2 separate regions of the Anas platyrhynchos genome follow, and region 2 is linked to region 1. A link is a contact called in public Hi-C data. All regions are on one chromosome and are shown on one strand. Each heading gives the region's core, a stretch centred on a gene start, on an enhancer-like site or on the middle of the called end of the contact. The rest is flanking DNA. Distances are from core to core; before and after follow the strand shown. Region 1 overlaps TSC22D1 (TSC22 domain family member 1). Region 2 has its middle 32 kb from the start of NUFIP1.

Region 1 (5,564 bases), core at 1,696-4,195:
CTGGTATAAGGAACTGTGTGCCACATACTGAAGGCTACTGCTGTTGGAGAGCTGCGGTTGTGGCTTGGCTTCCAACCAGGGGTGTAGAAGCCAAATAGGTGATGTAATTTTTAAAATATAACTTAATATAAGGTATGTTGTGAGGAGTTGTCTGCTGTACTCCTGGAACTGTTTTTCATGGGCCATACAGCCTCCTGCTTCTCATATCCTGGAGTTAGAATGTTTTGGGAACCAGTTGCAAGTTCATCTAATGTTTTATTTTGTGAAGTCTGCACCATTCTTCTGTTGAGTGCTCTTGAGCCTTGTGGTGGTCTTGCTGGGGCAGTAGTGAGTTTTGAGTTTTGAATTTTAAGTTTTGTCTCTTCTTGCTGAATTGATTCAGAAGGCCATGAGCAACCTGATGTCATTTTGAAGTTAACCCTCACTTGAGCAGTAGGTTGGTCTAGACAGAGAACCTTTCCAAGCTTATTTTTTGTTATGCTTTGGTTGGTAGTACCAGACTGCTGTGTGCTACCTTGTACTTGGCTTAGTGGTTTCTGAGGCCTACATTTCAGCTAATTTCCGTGATTGTCTTTTAAATTGGTCTGCCACGTCATTACTTGCTCCCATGCCTTGAAGGTATAAACTTCAGTTATAAACTTCAGTTCTCTGATGTGTCAAGCCTCCAGCAAAAGGCATTTATTTGGTCAATTAAGAATATTTGTACTTCAGTATTCCTGTTTCCCGTGGCCCATGTGTTCCTGTGTATCCCAGTTGAGGTCTTTTTTCAGAGTGTTCTTGTAATTTCATCCAAAGTAGATGGTAGCAGAGAACTCAGCTACTTGAATAATTGGGGAAGCTAAGGCAATTCATTGAAATAATTGAATAAAGTAGTGATTTAACAATTAAAATTAGAAATAGTCTTGACCAGAAAACTCGTGGAGTCTACGTGCAGTATTGGAACTACAATAGTAGACAAAACTGTAGCGTGGCACAATAACAAAAGATTTGACACTCTTGTATCAAATTCTGACAGTTAATTACTAAATTTAGAAGTGTAGATTTTATAAAATGCCTGTTTTCCATTGAGTTCACAGTCTTGTGGGCAGTACTTTCTGCAGAACATGTGCATGTAGAGGCGAGACAGCTTAGAAGGGGGTGCAGGAGCCCCAGCAGGTCATGGTTTGATCTTTTTGTGTATTGTTACCTCTGTGATGTCCTCAGTCACTTGGATTTTGTGAATCGGATTCCTGAGCGTATGGATCTCCAGAAGGGAGCGGAGTGATTGAGCTCGAGGTGATCCCAGATCATCTTTAATGATGCTGCCTTGTCTTACGAGCTGTCACGCTGCTGGGCTGAGTAAACCAACAATAGTTGCCATTACTGCTTGACCTGGCAATGTGTGTGTTCTGCCTCTTCGGAGGGAAGGCCAGCTTCCCAACAAAGCAGTGCTGACATCACTTTTGCACAAGTGATGCTTTTGGCAGTTGAAGAGCAAGTCTTTGCCATGTTGGCTGATGCTCTATTAAAACAAACAAATGGGGGAGAATAAAAAAAGAGGGGGGTAGACCAATACCCGCAAGCATTTTGGTGTTTGTAAAGGGAGAACACTGAATAGATACCAGCATGGTGAAAATGATTGCATGTTGGAGTGCTTCTTTAAAAGAAATACTGTTGTTTTTTGTAAGGAAATCTTTTTTTAAGAAAGAAAATCTGTCTGTAAAAGTGCATTCTGGTATTTTAGCAGTAAACGCTCTCGGAAATGAAGACTCGCTAAAATCTGGCTGTTCTGACATACCAGCCCTGTGTGTGGACGTACCTGTGCTTGTATTTTCTCAAGCTGGGTTCAGCTCAGAGTTGCTCCGTCCCTGGGAATAGTGGCAGGAATTCAGGATCCTGATGCATGACATCTTGCAGCCTTAATGTTTGCTCAGAGGTAACTGCCAGCGAACAAATTCAGATTTGCTGGGGGGGGTGGGAGCACAGTGACCCTTTGGCATCCTCTGTTAAAACAAGGAGTTGTTATTTTTGTGGTATCTTGTGAATCTGGCTCAAAGGTAAGGGTCATTTCTCACTGAAGCTGCAACACCGTGGGCATGTGCTTTGTTGTGGGTAAGCTGATGACCTCCTAGCAGTGGAAAGTAATACATTTGGAGGAGGTTAGTTAATGTAAGGGTTACTTTAGTCTAGAAAGGACATTAGTTTTAAATGTTGTCACTTCAGTGTTTTGAAAGGGGAGAACGAGGTGTCTTGTACTCAGTTATGCCTCCATAAAATGAAATGCTCCTTTTTCCTTTTATCAGCACCAGTATCTTGCTTTCTTGCGTGTCACGGATCAGAGGACCGAGGGAAGAAAGCGTTTCGTTACCTTTGCTCAACTCACCCAAGAAAAACTTTGTGAGCTCCCAGCCCGTTTCTTACCATTCTCCTTGTGCCTCTGTGCAAGTCAGCCCCTAAGGCTCAAAGCTGCTGTGCCTTCCTGCCCTTAAAGCTAGAGGGACGTTTGTGGGGGCTCCTCCTTAAACATTTACTCCAAAAGCCACCACATTTCTGCTCCCTGAGCTCTTTCACAGCCCTGAGAGCGTAGGAAAGCGTACCTGAGCCCTGCAGCCACCCACACCCCATTTCTCAGCGCCTTCCTGAGAGGGGCAGAGTGTGAGGGAGGCACCACTATGGGCACCCAAACACTCCTCAGGTTTTCTCCTGCCACTTTTCCACTGGGATATTCTGTGTGTGTGTGGTTTTTCCCTCAGCTACCAAGCCAGCTTCAGTGGGCTGTATGAGGCGGCACCGAGGGGCTGGTGGCAGCACCAGGGGCCGGGCACAGCGAGCTCTGAGGTGACCAGAAACACCTCAGGGGGTCGCCCCTCGCCTCGCCCATCCCCTTACTTTCCGCTAAGGCGTATTTATAAATATATAAAATCTATATCTCAATATGTATTTGTGTGCCTCCCACCTGGCGGGGGCTGGCCGCGGAGGGGCGCCAGGCACCAGGCGAGGCCGGTCCCGGAGCGCTCCCTGGCGGCCCCGGCTCCCCCGGCCGCGGCCGCCAGGTGGCGGGGTTGGGCCGCGGAGCTGAGGCGGAAAATAAACCCAAACCCAAAGCAGCTTTATCAACCTCCTGAGCCAGCGATTCCGGCTTTGCGCTTAAATGATGTGTTTTAATAGTAACAGGATGAAGACCGAGGAGCATCTGAGTGCCAGGACGGTGTCTGTCAGCAGTTAGCCGTGCCTGCGTGCCCTGAGGGTGGCAGCGGGGAGGGACGTGCCCCTGTCACCTGCAGGGATTCAGGGTCCAGCATGGGGCATCTGGTGGCATCCAGCTCGGGATGCCGGAGCCTTCAGGTGGCTTTACACCTGGGCTTCTATCCAGGGACCCGGAGGAAGTAGCTAATGGCATTAACGCTGCTTTTTCTCCACACCAGATCTGTCCGTTTTGCTTGTGTGTATGACAGCGATTCATTCGCCTTTCCGTGCAATGATTCCTCAGAGCCCAGCTTCAGGACTTCCAGTTTTAAATTTCATTTACACTTAGCTTTTAACCTTGAAGTCACTCAGAGCTAGGCCCCCATTGAGAAGTCACCGCTGGGAGGAGTGGATGTCCCTCTGCAAGCCCAGGAGGGAAGCAGAAAGAGGTAGCTAAGAGAAAGGCAGAAAAAGCTTCAATAACATCAGGACTGGGTCATTTTTAGCCAAGGCTGTGCTATCAGTAACATAGCATATTTCAGCAGAATTCTCTTAGGTATGCTGCTCTTAATTAGGCAGTCCTAATTATTGTTGCAGTTGAATAATGCTCCCAAGTTATGTGATGCTTGGGGGAAAAATAGGTAAATTGTGTTATCTCTACTTACACCTTTCTGTCTTGTTCGAGTTCCCAGCTGGAAACAAGGAGCCTTTGCTGCCCTAGCGTGACTGTAGGCATTAATTGCACCCTGGAAGGAGGCCTTCAGGGGCAGGCTTGGTGTGGCCAGCACTGAGCTGTGCTGCAGCGAGGCTGGGGACTTTCTGGTTGCATAAGCCCTGTGCATTGCTGATTCCCAGTTTTGTGCACTGCATGCTGTGGGGAAGCATAAAAATATGCGTGTTACCTCCTCGGTTTGCCTCAAACACTACGCATGTGGTCAAAGGGTAGTTTATTTTCAAAGCTCGAGTTATTTTGTGTCTGCTGGTATCAGTGACAATTTTGTCTTGCTATGCGATCAAGCTGATGCAGAGGTAAAGAATAAAAATAAAGTTGGTTTTTATATATTTAGAGGAGCGCATAGCAAAACTTAGATTTTTTTTCATGCTTTTTGTATGGCGATACATAATTTTGTAGGCAGCTGAGCTATTACATAATATGGGCCTTGAAGGAGAAAAGCAGCAACCTGAGCGGTAAATGCAGGGAGGCTCAAGTCAGCACGAGCAGTCACACTTAAAAAAAAAAAAAAAAAAAAAGTGAGGATGTGTTTGGTGGAATAGTGTTTAATTCCAGTAAAAGCTCTCCTGAACATATGAGCAGCAACTTGAGACTGAAAGCTCTCTGATTTCCTCTTAATTCAGGTTGTCAGGGAAATAATTGAGACAAGTGATGGAACAGAATGAAGACTGCAAGGTTCCAGATTCTTCAAGTAGCTTTTGCTCTGCAATGTAGCAAAGGTCCAGATCTTTAAAAATCAGAATCTTTCCATTGCACTAATTCCTGTTGCCTTTAAAAAAAAAAATAAAATAAAAAAATGTGAGCACTTTTTGGAACTGCTGAGACAGCTGCTGAGCTGAGCATAAAAGATCAGAACCTAAATTGGTTTTAGGGTTAGTCTGCAATTTAGGATAACAAGTAATGACTTTTCTTTTTACCTGTTACCTGTGGCTTTTTTAAAGGTACCAGACAGATCAAAACCAAAATATTTTTTCCTGTGTTCTTTATTGACATCAGTAGCTCATTGCCCTCACCCTCAGTTCTTTGTCTTTTGTTTCCCTTATGCTTGTAAGGTGATTGCCGAATGTGTCTTCTGGGGTGGGAAGAACACCTAGAAAATTCAGTACGTTGCAGTCCCCTAAATGAAGGGGGAAAGGGCGGAAAAGGCTGTGGGAAAGTACTGGATGGACTGGAAACCAGGAGAACAAAGCACAGGAGCAGAGAAGCTGTGACTTCTTCCCAGAAAGGGCACCATCTGTAGGTACCTTCTGGAGAGCCGTTAATGGCTTTTGCCTACCCGAGTTCTCACTCAATCCATTGAACTGATTATTTTTTTGGTGGTGTTTTTGTCTGTTAAGATCTTCCCTTTAAGAGTTTGGATTACACTGGACACTGACAAATTTGCTTTATAGGAAGGAAAGATATTCCTAAAAGCTAACTTTGGAGCAGGGAGGTTAATTTCATTGGGCTGCTTCTCTCTCTAGTGGAGAGAGAGGTAGGGACAAAGTGCCTTAGGCTGGGTTCTGCCCTCTAGACAACAAACCTTGCCTATGCTAAGGGAAGCTTTGGGAAATACCTTGACACACAGTACACAGACTTATATCAGTAACATTGCAAGCAGACTTTTTTTTTTTTTTTTTTGTCCCCTTTTAACAACGGGCTTCTCTGGAAGGGTTCCTGTGAATGG
Region 2 (5,564 bases), core at 858-3,357, 150 kb before region 1:
CAGCACCACCATAGGTAAAAATGTCCAGTTGGGCGTCGTCGATGTACTTTGTAATTGATCAAATCGTTTGCGTGGGGCTGCGTAGTGTTTTAGGCAGGGCATTGCACCAAAATGCTGCCTCTAAAATTTAGCCTTGGGCCTCTTGTGCTCCCCTGTAACCGCCCTCTGCAGGTATTCGAGGCTAAAAGCGAGTGCTGGGTCTGGTCTGAGGGCAGAAGGACTGCAACACCCCAGGAAGTTTGTCTTGGAGGCCCTGAGCAGTGCTGTGGGAGCTTTTTACCTCAACAGCGTGGAGACAGGAGCAAGGAGGCTGGAGAGCAGAGCAAGTCCTAGCAGGCAGCAGGGATTCAGGTCACTGTAAGGGACTTGTGAGTTAAAACTCATTGATAACTTGCTTGCAAAGCAGTCCTTTAGATCCTGCGGGACCACGGGGAGATACGCTCTGTGCCAGCGCCTTTTTCCAGCAGGTCCTGAGAGCAGGGGCTGAGCTGTTGCTGAAAGCTCTGAAAAAATTCCCCCACAGCCCTAAAATGGAAAATTACTCCTCGCAGCCTAAATCAAAGGTGGCTTTATAAGTGGGAAGGAGCCTGGGGAAGACCCTGGGGGGCTGTGGCTTCCTCCTTTGCCTCCGTTAGCCTTGCCCCGTGCAGCGTGTGCTTGTGCACCAGCAGAGAGGCTGCAGAGTGCCTATTCCTCCCTCCTTCCCCCTTCAGCGAGCACTGCAGCTGTGCCCAGCGTCGCAGTTTCCCATAATAGTAGCTATAACTAACCCCGTAAGTCAGGCTCTGTAATTATGGGACCCAACATGGAACAACAGGATGGACGTATGGGTCAGCGGCCGCTTCGAGGAAGGCACGCGAGGGGCCTCAGTGGGTGCTGAAAAGGGTTGGTGCTGGAATCCTGGTCATCCCAAAGGCTTGTCTCAGTGGTGCTTTGTGCTTTTTTTTGGCTGTCTCAGTGGTGTTTTGTGCTGCTACTGTCTCCAAAGGTAGCTGAGTATCTGCTCCCTCCTTCCTGCCCTCCTCTGTTACCTTCTTGGAGGGCAACCACAAATGCAGAGTGAGCCATGCCACCTTGCACAGGAGTTTGGGAAGGAAAACAGCTGCCAGGGCTTCGATTTCCCTCTCTGTCTTCTGTGATCTGCACTTGCAAAGCAGCATCCAGATAAAGGCCTCTGGTGTTGTGCCTGAAAGTCCAAACTTTGTTCTTTCGGGCTTTCGGTCATCGATAAGCAGCGATTACACGCTCCTTCTGGATGCACTCTCTCTCCTGCAGTGAAGTTCTTTGTTGCCATGGATATTACTTTGACACGAGAGGCATGTCACCAAAGTGGATTTAAATGGACCCTTCTGGGTCAATATTTCCACAGGAGCAAACGTGTCCTGGGGCTTCCTGGATTTCTTCTGCTTGGCCTCAGTGCAGCAAGCACAAACCACCCAGAGCTTCAGCTGGAGAGGTAACAGATGCCCCTTAACTGGCAGGAAAGAGGAATAAATTTTGTAAATTAATTTTCCCCACCCTGCAGAGATACAGGAAACTCTCCGACCACAGTAACCTGAAAGATCAGGTAGAAGTGTCCCCATTGTTTGTTCTTGACAATTTGAAACTACTTTTTCTTGCCAATCCCATTTTTTTTTTTTTTTTTTAAGAAGTGCCTTTCAGTCTGGGGTTTCCACGATGTGTCGTGTTGCAGCTCATAAATGGACTTGTGTTCTGGGCAAACAATAGTTGTTACTGTTTAACACAGAGATTTGATAAAATTTGCTAATGACTGCTGCAGAAAACGGGCAGCTCGACCGGAGAGAAGTTCTCGGTTTCTACCCAGGAGCAAAACTCCCACTCCCTGTCTTATGAATTTCATTAGGTGGAACTAATTAAGGGGATGTTTCTTATTACCCAGATGAGAATCGGTCCAAGAGGAGTCCAGGGAGGTTTGTACGCTGCGGCACAACTGCTCCGCTTTTAAATACTGCGAAAGCCTTGTGTCCTATTTAATTTGACATTCCTTGTGTTTGTTTCTCTTCGTGACTCATAGCACAACACTGGCAGCAGGCCTAGGAAGTAGGTTATGGGATCTGGCGTGGGGACACTGGTGGATTGTATTCCAAGTGTTGTGCTTACATTGCACCACGAGCCGTGAGAGCATCCAGCAAACTGTGTTCGTCCGGCCCCGCAAGCTGGTGCCTTCAGAAACCAGACTAACAGCTGCAGCAGCCGGCCAAGGCAGCCTTGACTTAGCATTTAATTTGCCCTATCTATTAGCCTGGCTTGTTTGATACGAAGCAATTTTAGCAGTCGAATATAAAAACAGATCATGTACTTCTATCGTGTTTTTATTCACTTTTTTTTTTTTTTTTTTTTTTTTTCTCTTAGCTGCTGCATTCTGTTTTTAAGGAACAGGTTAATCCCCTGACAGAGGCGCTGCTCCGCGGTCGTCAGACCTTCACGGAAACAGGGCGATCAAGTCATTGTTGGCAGAAATTGCACGAGGGCTCTGATTTCACCCACTGATGGGAAGGAAGCACATTCTTTTTCATGGCGATGGGGACTTGATGGCTGGGGGTATGGCAGGTGGCAGCAGCTCTGCCTCAGCTCTTGGTCTCTCCCATCAGAGATCAGAGCAGGAGCTCAGATCTTCGCTTCCTCTAGCATAGGTTAATTAAAAGGCAAAGGCATCTCACTCCACTTGTGGATACTGAAGCTGAAAATGCTCGTGATGTGTCTTGGGAAAGACTGGGTAGTTCATTTAGCATTGCTGTTAATTTGGTCTTCTGCAGAGTGAAGAATTCACTGCAAAGCAAATAAAGCTTTTAGAAGAATCCCTTGGATTTGCACAGATATATCACGACAGGAGCTCCAATAAAAACAGCACAAAATACAGCTGGATACTAGGCTACTTCAAACTCCACTTTCTTAGCCCCATCTCTCTCCGTAGAAGGACAGGAGTCAGGATTTAGGTTCTGTTTCTGTTGATTTCTTCTGACAGAAGGCAGCTCAGTAATAGAAAATGAGCAATATTTTGGGAAAGGGCCACGAGAAATCATCGTTTGCAAGAAGAAGAAAGAAAAGCATTTGTCTGTAAATATTTGTCTGTAGCTTCTAACACAGTCACATTGGTGGCTTCTTGTGTCACTTAAAACAGGGTGTGCATTTGGCCGTGCAGGTGTGTGTGTGTGTCTTTGCATGTGTGATGCTGGATGCTGAGCTACAACCCTCACTGAGTGCAACTTTTTTTTTTTATGAGGAGGTTGCAAAATGATGGGTCAAGGGCAAGATGCTATGTTTGAACTGGCTTCTGAAGATCTGAATAGCAGAATGGATTTTGAGTGATTCAGAACTGTTTGTTTGTTTATTTAAATATTATACAGAATTCAGCCAAGTAATGAAACAAACCCAAAACTGTTTCCTGATGCCCTTCTTGGGCCTTGCTTTCTTAAGGAAAGAGTTTCTTAAAAGCAGGCCATGCCTTCAGGATCAAAGAACACCACAGCTCTTCTGCTGCCATGCAGCATCTGATGCCATCGATGCCATGAAGGGTCCGGGGTTTTCTTGGGTACCCAAGGCCGCCTGCAACCACATCACATTTTCCTGGAAATTGTTTTTTGTTCATGCTCTCGGACACTCAGAAAGAAACTTCAGAGAACACTTAATTCTTCTTGAACTGAAATGTATTTTTTTTTCATTTTTGTGAGCTGTAGGTATGAAAACGTAGAGTTTTTTTGTCATTGGTGAACTTGCACCAGCTTCTCTGTCCTTTTCCACAGTGCACGCTGTGTCTTTGGAGATTGCTTGGTGGGCCGTTTCTCTCTCTTTTACTTGTAACTACACAGTGACACATCTCTGAGGCCAACTGAGTACCTGGATACGTAGGAAAAAGCAAAATTAAGTAAGTCATTAATGCATTGCTTAGGTTTTTGTTTTTATGGTTATGCTGCAGATTGGGAACAAAGAAGAGAGCATGCACCGTTCCGTCAGCCAGCTGGAAACGGGCCAAAACGTGGAGACACACACAGACACGCTCTCACACCGTCTCCTCCTCCTTTTTAAATTCTTGATGAGGTTTTTCAAAGCTTCTGAACCAGCTGTCTGGCTTCCCTTTCGGAGAGGGGGGGAATCCAAGATGGGAGCGGTGGCTGAGGCTGTGGGCCTGCTCCGAGCACTTGCAGGCCCAGCCACCTTTTTGCACCCTCTCTGCTAGAAAACAGACCCAAAACGTCACTTTGTTTGGTGTCATGGCTTTGTGTTTTCTTTCTCCACAGGTGAAGTGGTAGGAAATGCATGGTTGTGGCAGATTTTCCTTCATGTTTGTGTTTTTAAAGACGTTACACGTTTTGGTGGTAAATGCAGTGAAAGGGCGATCTTTGTTGTGCCGCTTTGGGTCCTGGAGGAGATTAAGCTCTAGAAATGATGTTCCTTTGATTGTCATGTGGTTCAAATCAGTTAAGTGCTGGTAAAAGAGGTTGCATTATCAGTGAAAACAAACCTCTCCAGCCAGGGGTGTCAACTCTTCAACGCTTTCTTTTATCTTCTCTGCAATAACGTGTTCTTCTCCAAAGCTGTAATTTTCTGTGAAGAGAAACATTAGAGAGAGGTCTGATTTACCAATTACCGTGATAAAAATTATGAGGCTTCCCATGCTAGATTAATTTTATTTTTAGAAGTGACATTTTGGCTTGTAGTCAAATAATAAACACCATACATCGATGTCTTTTTTTTTTTTTTTTTTTCTTAATCTTGTGCATGTGAAGTCAATGTGTTTATCCGACTGAGAAAAATTCCTGATCTTCTTTCTCATTCGCCCCTCCTCAAGCACGGCTTCTCCCGCAGGGAGAGGTGCTGTGTCAGCAGGATGTGCATTAAACATTTAAGTGCACTTTGTTTTTGCAATTTTTAGCACAAGGTCAGAAATAACCAAAGAGAACAATCCGACTGCCGGCTTGGTAGTGGCAGCCTGTTGAAACACCAAACCAAACCCAGCGTTGGCCACTTGACCAGAAGAAAACACACCTGACACCAACTTTTGTCCTCCTGCTATGTGGTGTGCTTTAAGAGTACACCTGAAAGATGAAATAATGCCCCCTATACCATTCTCTCCACCTCAGCATTGGATGACTACACAGGAATAGGAATAATTAACTCTCCTATTTTTCCAAGCTAGAAGATCCATCCATCTGCAGTCTTGCTGCTCTGTTTTAAATGACACACGTGTCTGTATGTGTGTGCAATTTCTGCGTGAGAACAGGCTCTATAATAGTTTAGCAGTAAGCTCATAAGAAGCTCTGCCTCACCTGAAGGCATAATCCTTTGTTTGTGACATCCCAACTAGTTACCACTGGAAAGGATTATGGCTCCATGGGAGAAATGAGCAGGCCACAGGTGGAACTGAAGAGGTGTTTTTTTCCACACTTTAAAATGTCTCAGACACATTTATTAAAAAATAATAAAAAAAAGGGCTTGGGTGAAGCTCTGCCCACAGGAATGCTCCTGAGGAAGTTTGCTCCCCATATGTGCTGCTAATGTCTTCCTTCTGTCCTGTTTAGACCTTGCTGCCAAGGAGAAGTAGA

The links. Hi-C and Micro-C count contacts between places; a contact is called where the count stands out from the background.
Region 2: a contact with region 1 is called in a Hi-C map of skeletal muscle, with 9 times the contacts expected there. The contact joins two enhancer-like sites. A contact is called at or near these places in 3 of 8 Hi-C or Micro-C datasets (liver and skeletal muscle).

Annotation. Positions count from the first base shown.
Region 1 is chr1:176,874,807-176,880,370 of IASCAAS_PekinDuck_T2T, reverse strand. The region is part of intron 2 of TSC22D1 (TSC22 domain family member 1); the gene reads left to right. Among named protein-coding and RNA genes, the nearest start is that of TSC22D1, 57 kb to the left of the region's middle. Within about 2 kb of position 2,945, at least 4 of the 8 cell types and tissues checked have an H3K27ac peak or open chromatin away from gene starts, as enhancers often do.
Region 2 is chr1:177,025,319-177,030,882 of IASCAAS_PekinDuck_T2T, reverse strand. No RefSeq gene overlaps it. Among named protein-coding and RNA genes, the nearest start is that of NUFIP1, 32 kb to the left of the region's middle. Within about 2 kb of position 2,107, at least 1 of the 8 cell types and tissues checked has an H3K27ac peak or open chromatin away from gene starts, as enhancers often do.